Regions from separate parts of the Mus musculus genome. Here all the other regions are linked to region 3. A link is a contact called in public ChIA-PET and promoter capture Hi-C data. All regions are on one chromosome and are shown on one strand. The core of a region is the stretch at or near the end of the contact, and the rest is flanking DNA. Distances in the headings are between cores, read along the strand shown. Region 1 holds the start of Npm3 (nucleoplasmin 3). Region 2 holds the start of Oga (O-GlcNAcase). Region 3 holds the start of Psd (pleckstrin and Sec7 domain containing).

The links. Promoter capture Hi-C pulls out the DNA fragments that hold promoters and counts their contacts. ChIA-PET counts read pairs in DNA pulled down with a chosen protein or histone mark.
Region 1: a promoter capture Hi-C map of hematopoietic stem and progenitor cells shows a contact between it and region 3, with 3 times the contacts expected there. The contact joins the promoter of Npm3 here to the promoter of Psd in region 3. A contact is called at or near these places in 2 of 39 promoter capture datasets (embryonic stem cells and hematopoietic stem and progenitor cells), 4 of 484 Hi-C or Micro-C datasets (all in embryonic stem cells) and 1 of 115 datasets of contacts at active chromatin or transcription factors (pancreatic cancer cells).
Region 2: an RNA polymerase II ChIA-PET map of memory CD8 T cells shows a contact between it and region 3, with 39 read pairs. The contact joins the promoter of Oga here to the promoter of Psd in region 3. A contact is called at or near these places in 13 of 39 promoter capture datasets (the 3T3-L1 cell line, 3T3-L1-derived adipocytes, the C10 cell line and 8 more), 8 of 115 datasets of contacts at active chromatin or transcription factors (bone marrow-derived macrophages, embryonic stem cells, epiblast stem cells and 5 more) and 1 of 9 other capture datasets (liver).

The regions. Positions count from the first base shown.
Region 1 is chr19:45,747,821-45,750,976 of GRCm38.p6, reverse strand. It overlaps Npm3 (nucleoplasmin 3), which reads left to right and starts at 1,412. Exons shown (of 6, transcript NM_008723.2): 1 at 1,412-1,538; 2 at 1,835-1,920; 3 at 2,108-2,227; 4 at 2,338-2,431; 5 at 2,697-2,813; 6 at 2,926-3,156. The coding sequence starts at 1,421. The coding sequence ends at 2,806. Oga (O-GlcNAcase) reads left to right here. Exons shown (of 16, transcript NM_023799.4): 16 at 1-722.
Region 2 is chr19:45,782,007-45,785,153 of GRCm38.p6, reverse strand. Oga (O-GlcNAcase) reads left to right here and starts at 1,601. Exons shown (of 16, transcript NM_023799.4): 1 at 1,601-2,222. The coding sequence starts at 2,024.
Region 3 is chr19:46,325,725-46,328,928 of GRCm38.p6, reverse strand. Psd (pleckstrin and Sec7 domain containing) reads left to right here and starts at 1,773. Exons shown (of 18, transcript NM_028627.2): 1 at 1,773-1,845; 2 at 2,707-2,762. It overlaps Fbxl15 (F-box and leucine-rich repeat protein 15), which reads right to left and starts at 745. Exons shown (of 4, transcript NM_133694.2): 1 at 403-745; 2 at 101-254. The coding sequence starts at 455.

The DNA of each region.
Region 1 (3,156 bases), core at 163-2,662, 580 kb after region 3:
GCAGGATTATTATTCTTTAATCATGGCTAGCTATCTAGTAACGTCATAGATTTTCAACAGTCTTTTGTTACCTTGCTTTCCTCCAGTTCTACATAGCTTTTGAACTTTGAGCTGAGGGGGGAGAGAGAAGAGGGAGCTTGAAACATTTTCCTTTCTAGAACTCCAGTGTGAGCTTGTGAGGTAGTCTTTTAGCACTATATAGAGTGGACCCAGGGAGGCCCAAGAACCAGAGGCCCAAGAGTGTGCTGAAATGTGCCGCCTCCTTAGGGTGCGAACCTTTGCGATAGGATGTGCTGTGAAACCTAAGTCAAGGTTGGTTTTGAAGGCTGGGGTGAGGGGCAAAATTGTTACTAGATATTAAGACCGTTTAATGTTCCTTAGCGTTCTGAATCCATCTCATGCCTCAGTGAGAATTACAAGGTTTTATTCAGAGCGTTTCAGAGTTTCATACGGAATCAGGAATTGAACAAGTTGCTTTTTGTTTAATGTTGGCTTTCAATAATCACATGGGATGATCTTCTGGACATAAGTGAAAACATGTCCAGGTCTCTACTGTCATTGCTGTAGGATAAAGTGCTCTGCCATCTTCCATGGTTATGAATATTTATTAATGTTGGAATAACATTTCATTGTTTAGATCACAGCTCAGTTCCTATAGAAAACGAACTGTAAACCTATCTGCAGACCATGCAAGAGGCACAATAAAACTTGAAGTGAATGTGTGCTGTGCTGCTTTTTCTCTGGGTTCTCCCTTTTTTTCCCTCACATCTCTTGATCCCTTAGGTATCCGAAGCTATTTCAGTGTAGGCTGGATTGAAGACAGCCCTGCCCTCCTGCCTTCCACAGCAAAGATTTTTCTCAGAAAAGTACATTTGTTTTTGTTTTTAAGTAAGTTGCTCTGTTTACTACAGGTAAAATTTGTGTGAAGTTGGGGGGGGTGTCACAGAGTTCCTCACTGGAACATGGCTTCATTTCCTTAGATAAAGGAATTTTGGTGGTGGAGGGGGGGGGTGGGTCGCCTAAAGAGGAGGCTGTACTATGAACAGTAGTTGATCTCCACATCTGAGTTTAGGTCTTGGCTGTCAAGCCTCCAGCATGATCAGGAAGCGGGGGGGGGGGGGGGGGGGGGGGGGGTGTGAGTAAAAATGGCTGCTCCGTACCCCAAGTTTACTGAAAAAGGAGATACGAAAGGTTTACACTAACATCTGTATGTATATATCCCCGGGTTGGAAGAAGGGGCTTCAGTGAGTGGACGCTAACTTTAAGCCCTCGTGGAGATTTCTTCTGGGGCCTTGTTACCTGTCCTCGTGGAAGAGGCGACGACTGCTCCTCCCTGCTTCGTGTGGCGAGCGCGGCTCCTTTAATGGGCGGGACCGGAACTGGCTGAGGCGGGGGGCGGGGCGCTCACGGCCGTTTCAGCATGGCGGCCGGCGCGGCGGCTGCTTTAGCGTTCTTGAACCAAGAGAGCCGAGCCCGAGCTGGGGGCGTCGGGGGCCTGAGGGTCCCGGCCCCGGTCACAATGGACAGTTTCTTCTTCGGTATTGAACGCGGGAGTGGCAGAGTGGTACGGGGCGGGTGAGGCGTGGCCGAGGAAGGCGGCCGGGCGCCGCTGTGGCCGGGCGCAGCTGTGGGCCGAGGGCTCCTCGCTCGCTCGCCCTAACCGGTTCTTCCCGAGTGGGATGCCCGTCCACGTGTTCTGGGCGAGCAAGCGGCCGGTTCCCCCCCCGCCGCCGCGGCACATGGCCGGGTGGAGGGGACAGCGGAGTTTGTGGAGCGTCCTCGCGCGCTGTCCCCTCCACGCGTGTACCCAGGCGACACTCGCTGGCTCTTGCAGGTTGTGAGCTCTCCGGCCACACCCGCTCCTTCACTTTCAAGGTTGAGGAGGAGGATGACACGGAGCACGTGCTGGCGTTGAACATGGTAAGGGGCCGCAGAGGGAGTTGGAGATGCGGGGGGCTAGCCGACACTCCGCCTGTCGCCCCTCTCCTCCACCCTCTGGTCCCCGCATCCGGTGCCACTGGGACTAGGCCGATTTTGGGGTAAGACGCCTTGGCTTTGGTGTCAGCCCTCCCTCACTTGAGACGCTGAGGTTCTGCCTGCCTTTCAGCTGTGCCTTACCGAGGGGGCCACGGACGAGTGTAATGTGGTGGAAGTTGTGGCCCGGGATCACGACAATCAGGAGATTGCAGTTCCTGTGGCCAACCTCAGGTTGTCTTGCCAGCCCATGGTGAGTTGGAGCCGTTCATTCCTCTCGGAGTCTGGTGGGACTGAGAACTTCGGTATTGATCTCCAAGTGGGTGGGCCAGCACGGCTCAGCCCGTCATTCTTGTCTTCCAGCTCAGTGTGGATGATTTCCAACTCCAACCACCTGTCACCTTCCGCCTGAAGTCCGGTTCTGGCCCAGTTCGGATCACTGGCCGGCATCAGATCGGTGAGAAGAGTGGGCCCTCTCCACTCCCGACTTACCCCAGTCTCATCTCCTAGTGTGTCCTGCATCTCAGGCTATGGTTCCAGTATTCTGTGCCTCCCACTGCCTCCTTCAGGCCTGGGAACTTGCTGTACCCTGCCTGCCCCAGGGGTCCAACTCCAGCGAGGTGGGTGGGCTCTTTTCCATCTAGACTTGGGGACTCTGGGAGATGAGGTTCCCTGTCAGCCTAGCAGCTGAATGAGTGGCTCTATCCTTGTGTATCCACCAGTTTGTATAAACAACGACCTTTCTGAAGAAGAAAGTGATGATGAGAGCGAAGAAGATGAAATTAAGCTGTGTGGCATCCTTCCTGCCAAGAAGCACAGGGGCAGGCCTTAGCCCCCTGGTGAGTGTGTGGGTGGAGGGTGGGGTCGGTTGGTGGGATTCCCGAAGGATCTGGGAAGTTTAGGGGCAGCAGGTGAGGAGGAAGACTCTGACTTCATTCTTGCTTTTCTCAGATCAGGTAACTGCTTGCTACAGGTGCCATGCTCCGTATGTTCCTGGACAAGTTCAAGAATGGTTTTCTCGATGAAGAGAATAGGGGGTGGGAGGGAGGGATGGACTGTGGTTCCTGAGGCTTCCCTTTTCTATTGGGGTGGGACAACCTTTGAACACCTCTTCTGACCCACCTAACCCAGATTCAGTCCCCAGCACTGCAAAAAAAAAAACAAAAAACAAAAAACAAAAGA
Region 2 (3,147 bases), core at 352-2,851, 540 kb after region 3:
AAAAAAGACTACTTTTTATTTTTTAACTTTCTTTCTTTTTTTTTATTTGTTAGATATTTTCTTTATATACATTTCAAATGCTATCCCGAAAGTTCCCTATACCCTCCCTCTGCCCTGCTCCCCTACACACCCACTCCTGCTTTTTGGCCCTGGCATTCCCCTGTACTGGGGCATATAAAGTTTGCAATACCAAGGGGCCTCTATTCCCAGTGATGGCCGACTAGGCCATCTTCTGCTACATATGCAGCTAGAGACACGCGCTCTGGGGGTACTGGTTAGTTCATATTGTTGTTCCACCTATAGGGTTGCAGACCCCTTCAGCTCCTTGGGTGCTTTCTCTAGCTTCTCCATTGGGGGCCCTGTGTTCCATTTTATAGACTGTAAGCATCCACTTCTGTATTTGCCAGGCACTGGCATAGCCTCATACAAGAGACAGCTATAACAGGGTTCCTTCAGCAAAATCTTTCTGGCATATGCAATAGTTTGACTACTTTCTTAACATTGAACATGAGAGGTTTGTTCCCAAACAGGGCAGATTTTTTTTTTTTTTTTTTTTTTTTAGTCTTTTTGAGACAGGGTTTCTCTGTATAGCCCTGGCTATCCTGGAACTCACTTTGTAGACCAGGCTGGCCTGGAACTCAGAAATCCGCCTGCCTCTGCCTCCCAAGCGCTGGGATTAAAGGTGCGCCACCATCGCCTGGCTGGCAGATCCCTTAAGGAACCAAAATGTCAAGTGTACTCTGAGGCAAGCCCTTAGAGTACAGGAGGCAAGCCCTTAGAGGCAGGGTTTCCTTGGAAATGCTGATGCTAAGGCTAAAAGGGTCATGTCCCTTACGCACACCGCACACTCTCCATCGCCATAACAAACTCGCCTTCCACTCTCTTCTACTTTTATTAGACGTTTGTTTTCCCTGTGCTTGGAATGCAGTCTTTCTTCTCCATACGTAGTCTGGTGAATTTCATACCACAGCCTCTCCCAAAACAAACGTAGGGCTCAATCAGGCAGAGACGTAACAGCAGGTTTTAACCATATTATGAGGTCATAATGGTCCCAACAGCCCAGGATGAGGCAAACTCAATAAAACAGTTGACTGCTCAATTTAAAACACGGTTAACTCCGAAGACAGGATAGAAGAAACAATGAGTCAGGACAGAGGCGTGAGCTGAGCTCCTTGGCATGGTGTCTTCACAGAAGCAGACGTGGGTCAGGCAGCCCCGATGAGCCAAACTGGTACAACAATCTCCAAAGTAGGTCAGTGTCTCCTACCACTTTAAGAACTAGAAGTATCGTCCCGGCGCCTGCGCATTGAGAGGGTAAACACCTCCTTTCCGCCCCCCCCCCCCCCCTTCCTCCCAAACTCCCCGGCCGGCCGCATTCTCCCATGTTCCCCTCCTCCGGGTGGGGTAATGGTCCGACCCAGAGTGTGGCGCTCATCCCGGAGGGTGGCGAGCCAAAATGGTACGTCCCACCGCCGCACACCTCCGCGGTGTTCACGGCGCCCTTTGTCCTTTTTCTCCCCTAGCAAATAAAGCGCAATGGGCTTATCCCAAGGAAAGGCGGGGGAGCCGGGCTGGGGACCGGTCTGAGCCGGTCTGTAGCGCAGGCGCAGTGCGGATAAACAGGAAGCGGGCGGCAGAGGCAGCGGCAGGAGCTGCTTAGGGACTCCGGTGGGGGAAGAGAGCCGGAGACGCCGGGCTGTCCGGAGGGCGGCGGGCGTGGAGGACGAGCGAAGGCGCCTCCTCGGTCCTCCTTCCGTGGAGACGCGGCGGCTGCCTCGCCCTCCGCTTAGGCTCCCGGCTCCCAGCGCGGGGCGAGGCAGCGGCTGACAAAGGGCTCGAGCCGGTGCCGCCGCCCTTCTCATCCGGGCACTCCGGGCCCCCGCCGAGAGGAAGGGGGAAGGGCGGAGGGGGAGGGGAAGGAGCCCCGGAGGCGCGCGTTCGGAGCCGCGGCCCCTTTGCAGGGCTCCGGGCCTTTGGCCCAACGGACCGAGGCCGAAGGGGAGCGGTGGCCGGCGGCAGGAGGATGGTGCAGAAGGAGAGCCAGGCGGCGCTGGAGGAGCGGGAGAGCGAGCGCAACGCCAACCCTGCCGCCGCCTCGGGGGCTTCGTTGGAGCAGTCGGTAGCTCCCGCCCCCGGAGAAGATAACCCATCGGGAGCCGGGGCTGCGGCCGTGGTCGGGGCGGCCGGAGGGGCCCGCAGGTTCCTGTGCGGTGTCGTGGAAGGTGAGTTGGCCTTCCAGTCCCGCGTAGGTGTTCAGCCTCCGTCCCCGGGAGGGGCGTGCTGGTGACTTTTCCCGCAGTTCCCCGCCCCCAGGACGGGAGGCGTCCGTCATTGCTCACACGGGGTTACGGGGAGGAGACAGACGGTGGGCACACTTCTTTACCCTCCGCTATGTCACGGCTTCGGCGACTCCGGGCTATGGAGGAGCCTGACCCCACCCTCCTCTGGCTTAGAGCCACACAGATTTGTCGGAGGAGGAGGCGGTGGCAAGGAAGGAGCCTGTGGTCCGGCTGTGGGCTTCACTTCTTTGTACCTTGGGATCTTAGTCCGCAGAGATGCCTGCTTTCAGTTGAAATTTGTGCAGCGCTCCCATCCCCCGCCCCTATCCTTGTAAGGGGAAAAAAAATCAGCCCTCACAGGCACGTTTTTACCCGTGAAGGAGCGCAGTCAGCTTATTATATTACAGATTCCTTCAGGCTTAGGAAATTGTTTTGTTTTTATTTTTATTTATTTATTTTTGTTAGCCTGTAAGCCTCCTTCACCTCTTAAGACTCACTTGTAGCCCAGAAAAGTATCATCCTTTAACAATTGCTGTTTTTTTGACTTGGGAGTGTGTGTAAATACCAGTATATCATATCTCAGAGCATCTGTTATGTGGAGTTAGAATTCAGTGAAAGTCTTAATTTCTGTCTTCTCATTTACAGTTGAAAAGGACGAGGGCGTTTTGATAGTAAGGGAAGATGCCGGAAGATCTTAATTACAATTTCTGAAATAGAATGGGTGGATACCGAGCTCAGGAAAGCTTAGTTCTTCCCTAAGCACTCCGTAATTTGAGTTTTCTTATGGATTTTTTTGTTTGTTTGATTTTTGTTTTGTTTTTAGTGGCAAACTCAACGTTTTCTAGTTTCTTTCTCTATTATTATTATT
Region 3 (3,204 bases), core at 524-3,023:
GGGAAGGGTTTACCGCGCAGCAGGGGCTGGCCTGGAGGCGGGGCGACGGTGGTACCCACGCGGGGGCGTGGCGTGGGCGTGGCTCCGGGCCCCGGCTCACCTGAGCGGCGTCGAAGCGGCGCAGCCTCGCCAAGTGCAGCTGAACGAGCGCCCGGAAGGCGCGACTGACGCGCTGCAGCCGGAGCAGCTGGCGCAGCGGGACCCAGTTCAGGACGTGCGGGAGCAGCACGTCTTCCCAGGGCAGGTCCAGGAGCCTGAGGGGGAAAACGGCGTTGACGTCCCCGGGCCGCTGTTACGTGCGAGTCCTTCTGTTATACCCGAGAGTCCCGGCTGGCAAGAGGGATCCGCGTCCGGCCCAGACTCGGCTGCCCTCCCTCCCTAGGCCCCTCCAGTGCTCGGTACCTGACAGCTCCTGGTTCTTGCTCCCCTCCGGACTGCTCCATTGGTGGCTCCATCGCTGTCTACTGCGCGTGCGCAGTAAGCTCCACTCGCTTTGGCCTTGAAGCGGCTGCGGCGAGCCCGCCTCCTTGGTCGGAAGAGACAGACCGATTTAATCGAGTGCGGTCTCACTGAGAATCCTTGTCAGGAAGCTTTTCGGATGGATCCCGAAACTGAGGCAGAACGGACCAGTGATGTACCATTAGATGTCTTCTCAGCTACAGGGCTTGAAGCCCGAGGCTGGAGTAGCGGCGAGCGAACACTGCTTTCGGTCTCCGTTGCGGGCCAGTAGCCGCCTCTGAGTGGTGATGGGAGGAGCAGACAAGGCCAAAGGCAGAAGGGGCGGAGCCAGGACTCCTAGGTTACCCAGTGCCTCCTTCTGTCCTCTGGTCGCCTTTAAGCGACTTTGGAAAAAGAAAAGGGGGAGAGGCTGCCCAGACTATAACTAGCTGGTATGTACTAGGTGCTCAATAAGCAACTGCCAAAAGACTAGATTAAATGGGCGACGCTAGGGCTTTTACTCTCAAGCACACTTGTTTAAACCTGCCATTTCTTGTGAAATGCACAATCATGACATCCATCTCTTTCCACTTCAGGGCAGCGTAGTCCGGCTCTTTGCCTAAGGACAAAGGACTATATAGGACCAGCCAGGTCTGCTTTCCAGCGGTCCAGAGTCCGAGAGGAATTGCCTGCTCAGTGCAGGCCACTAGCCGTACTGCTTTGACTGGTCCTGGATTAATTGTAGGGACATTGTCTTCCCAAAGCTCAACCACTAGGCTCCCCTTTCACTGCACCCCCAGATACTAAGCCCAAGTCCCTCTCTGGAGAACCCCTGGCGTAATATTTTCCTCCAACATCTGAGGTGGGTGTGGGGCATGCGAAAGACTGTAAGACCGCTGCATCCTATCTACATGATTGCGTGCCCTTATGCAAACATTTCAGCCGCTTCGTAACGAAAACTGCTTCCCATCCTTATCAGGGGTTTGGGTACATCAGCAAAGGTAGGAAGGACCGTCCATTTTAAAGACAGGCAAATCGAGGCTCTAGGGAGAAAGCTCCCTAACCAGGATCAAACGAAGCAAGGATAAAGAACCCAGAAATCCTGGTTTTCCCAGAATTCCTTCTACACTACCTCATTACTGAATTGTAGCATAAAGAGAAAAGCCAACTAGCACCGGAAAGACACAAGAGGGTGAAGGTGGATGAGGGGATTGCTTCCTCGTCTCAGTCTACTTGGGGAAGGGGTAGCCTGGAAGGATCTCTGCAAGATTGATGTGGGCGCGCACCACCTCCGGGCGCGCGCCTCCACACCCCCCCCTTTGTTCGCGCCTCTGCGCTTGCGCATTACGACAAATCTGGCGCTGTCCCCTTCAGCACCTCGCGGAACTCGCGCCACCCCTCCCCGCGGTGAGCCCCGCGCACCCCCGCTTCGAACGTCCTCGCACCCTCTGGCCACCCGAATCGACCCTCTCTTTCTTCCCAGGTCATAACTTGCCGGTCTTGGCCTTCCAAAGGAGAATAGTTACCATAGTAACTCGTGTGGCGTTTTCCTAAAAGAGCCAGACCCTTTTCCACCCTGGCCAAGGGCACAAGGTTTGCCTGTGCTTCTTGTCCCAGTCTCGGGGTCATCCCTTCTAAACTCTCGTCCCTGAAAAGGCGGGACGATTAACCTAGGCAGTAAGGAAGTTCCTCCTGGAGTCTGATTTATCCTTCCTCTGCACTCCGGGTTGGGGTTCAGGACAGGACTCCTGGGTCTGAGGTTCAGAACCCCAAAGTGTTTATGACTGCATTCGCTTAATGTCCCTTCCATAGTTGGGTCTTCTGGTTTTAGGGGGCGGGTCCGATCTACTCCGTACCGTGTGCTTTGCGTGGCCGCGTGCTTGTGGGGGCGGGAGCGCGTGTGGCATGTAACAGGTCATGTGGCAGCCTCCTAGGGACACGCGTGGGGTCTGGAGCAGGACAGGCGTATGCATCTGGACCCTACGTGTGGTTCAGATGATGGACGAGAGAGAACTGAACACGAGTGGGGTGGGGCATATGAGGGTTTAGGGAACAGAATGGGGTCTTCCACATTCTCCCTTTCCTCTGGTGTGAGTCTTAGGTAGTGACTAGGTGGTGACATTCTTTGGGACTTAGGGCCCTGGGAATGGAGGGAGGTTGGGGGGGGGGGATTAGCGTTGCTTGAGCAGAGCGTGGGGAGGGGTGGAGGAGGGACTGAGAGGCGGGCGGGCGGGCCTGGAGCGAGCGGGAGCCTTGCTGCTTTTACAGCTGAGCGGGGCCCAGCCTCTCTGCCTCTCTTCGATTCCAGCTCCTGACGAGCAGCGGTGAGTACTGGGGTGCCTTGGAGGAGGGCCTTCACAGGGGAGGTCCAGGCTCCTGTTGAGCTTTAAGAACCTGTCTGGCTGGGGTGCTGCTCCTGACAGCTTTCTCTATGCTGCTGCTTTGCCATCAGAGGCCCGGTTTTCCTTTATGGTCTCTTCTGGGCTGGGCAAGATATTTCATATCCCTGGAGTTGAGGGAGAGGGATGTGGTGCAGCCCCCTCACCCACCCAGACTTGGTTACTGGTGTGGGGAGGAGAGAATGTGTGTCTCTGATTCTGTGAGCAAATATGCATTTGTGTTTATGATTGTGACGAGGAGGTCTCTGATACACCTGTTTCTGTGTGCATCAGAGAACGAGAGCCTGAATTTTGGGAACCTCTTTGTGTGCTATTATTTGGTGATGTGTGTGTGTGTGTGTGTGTGTGTGTGTGTGTAAGATAAGCA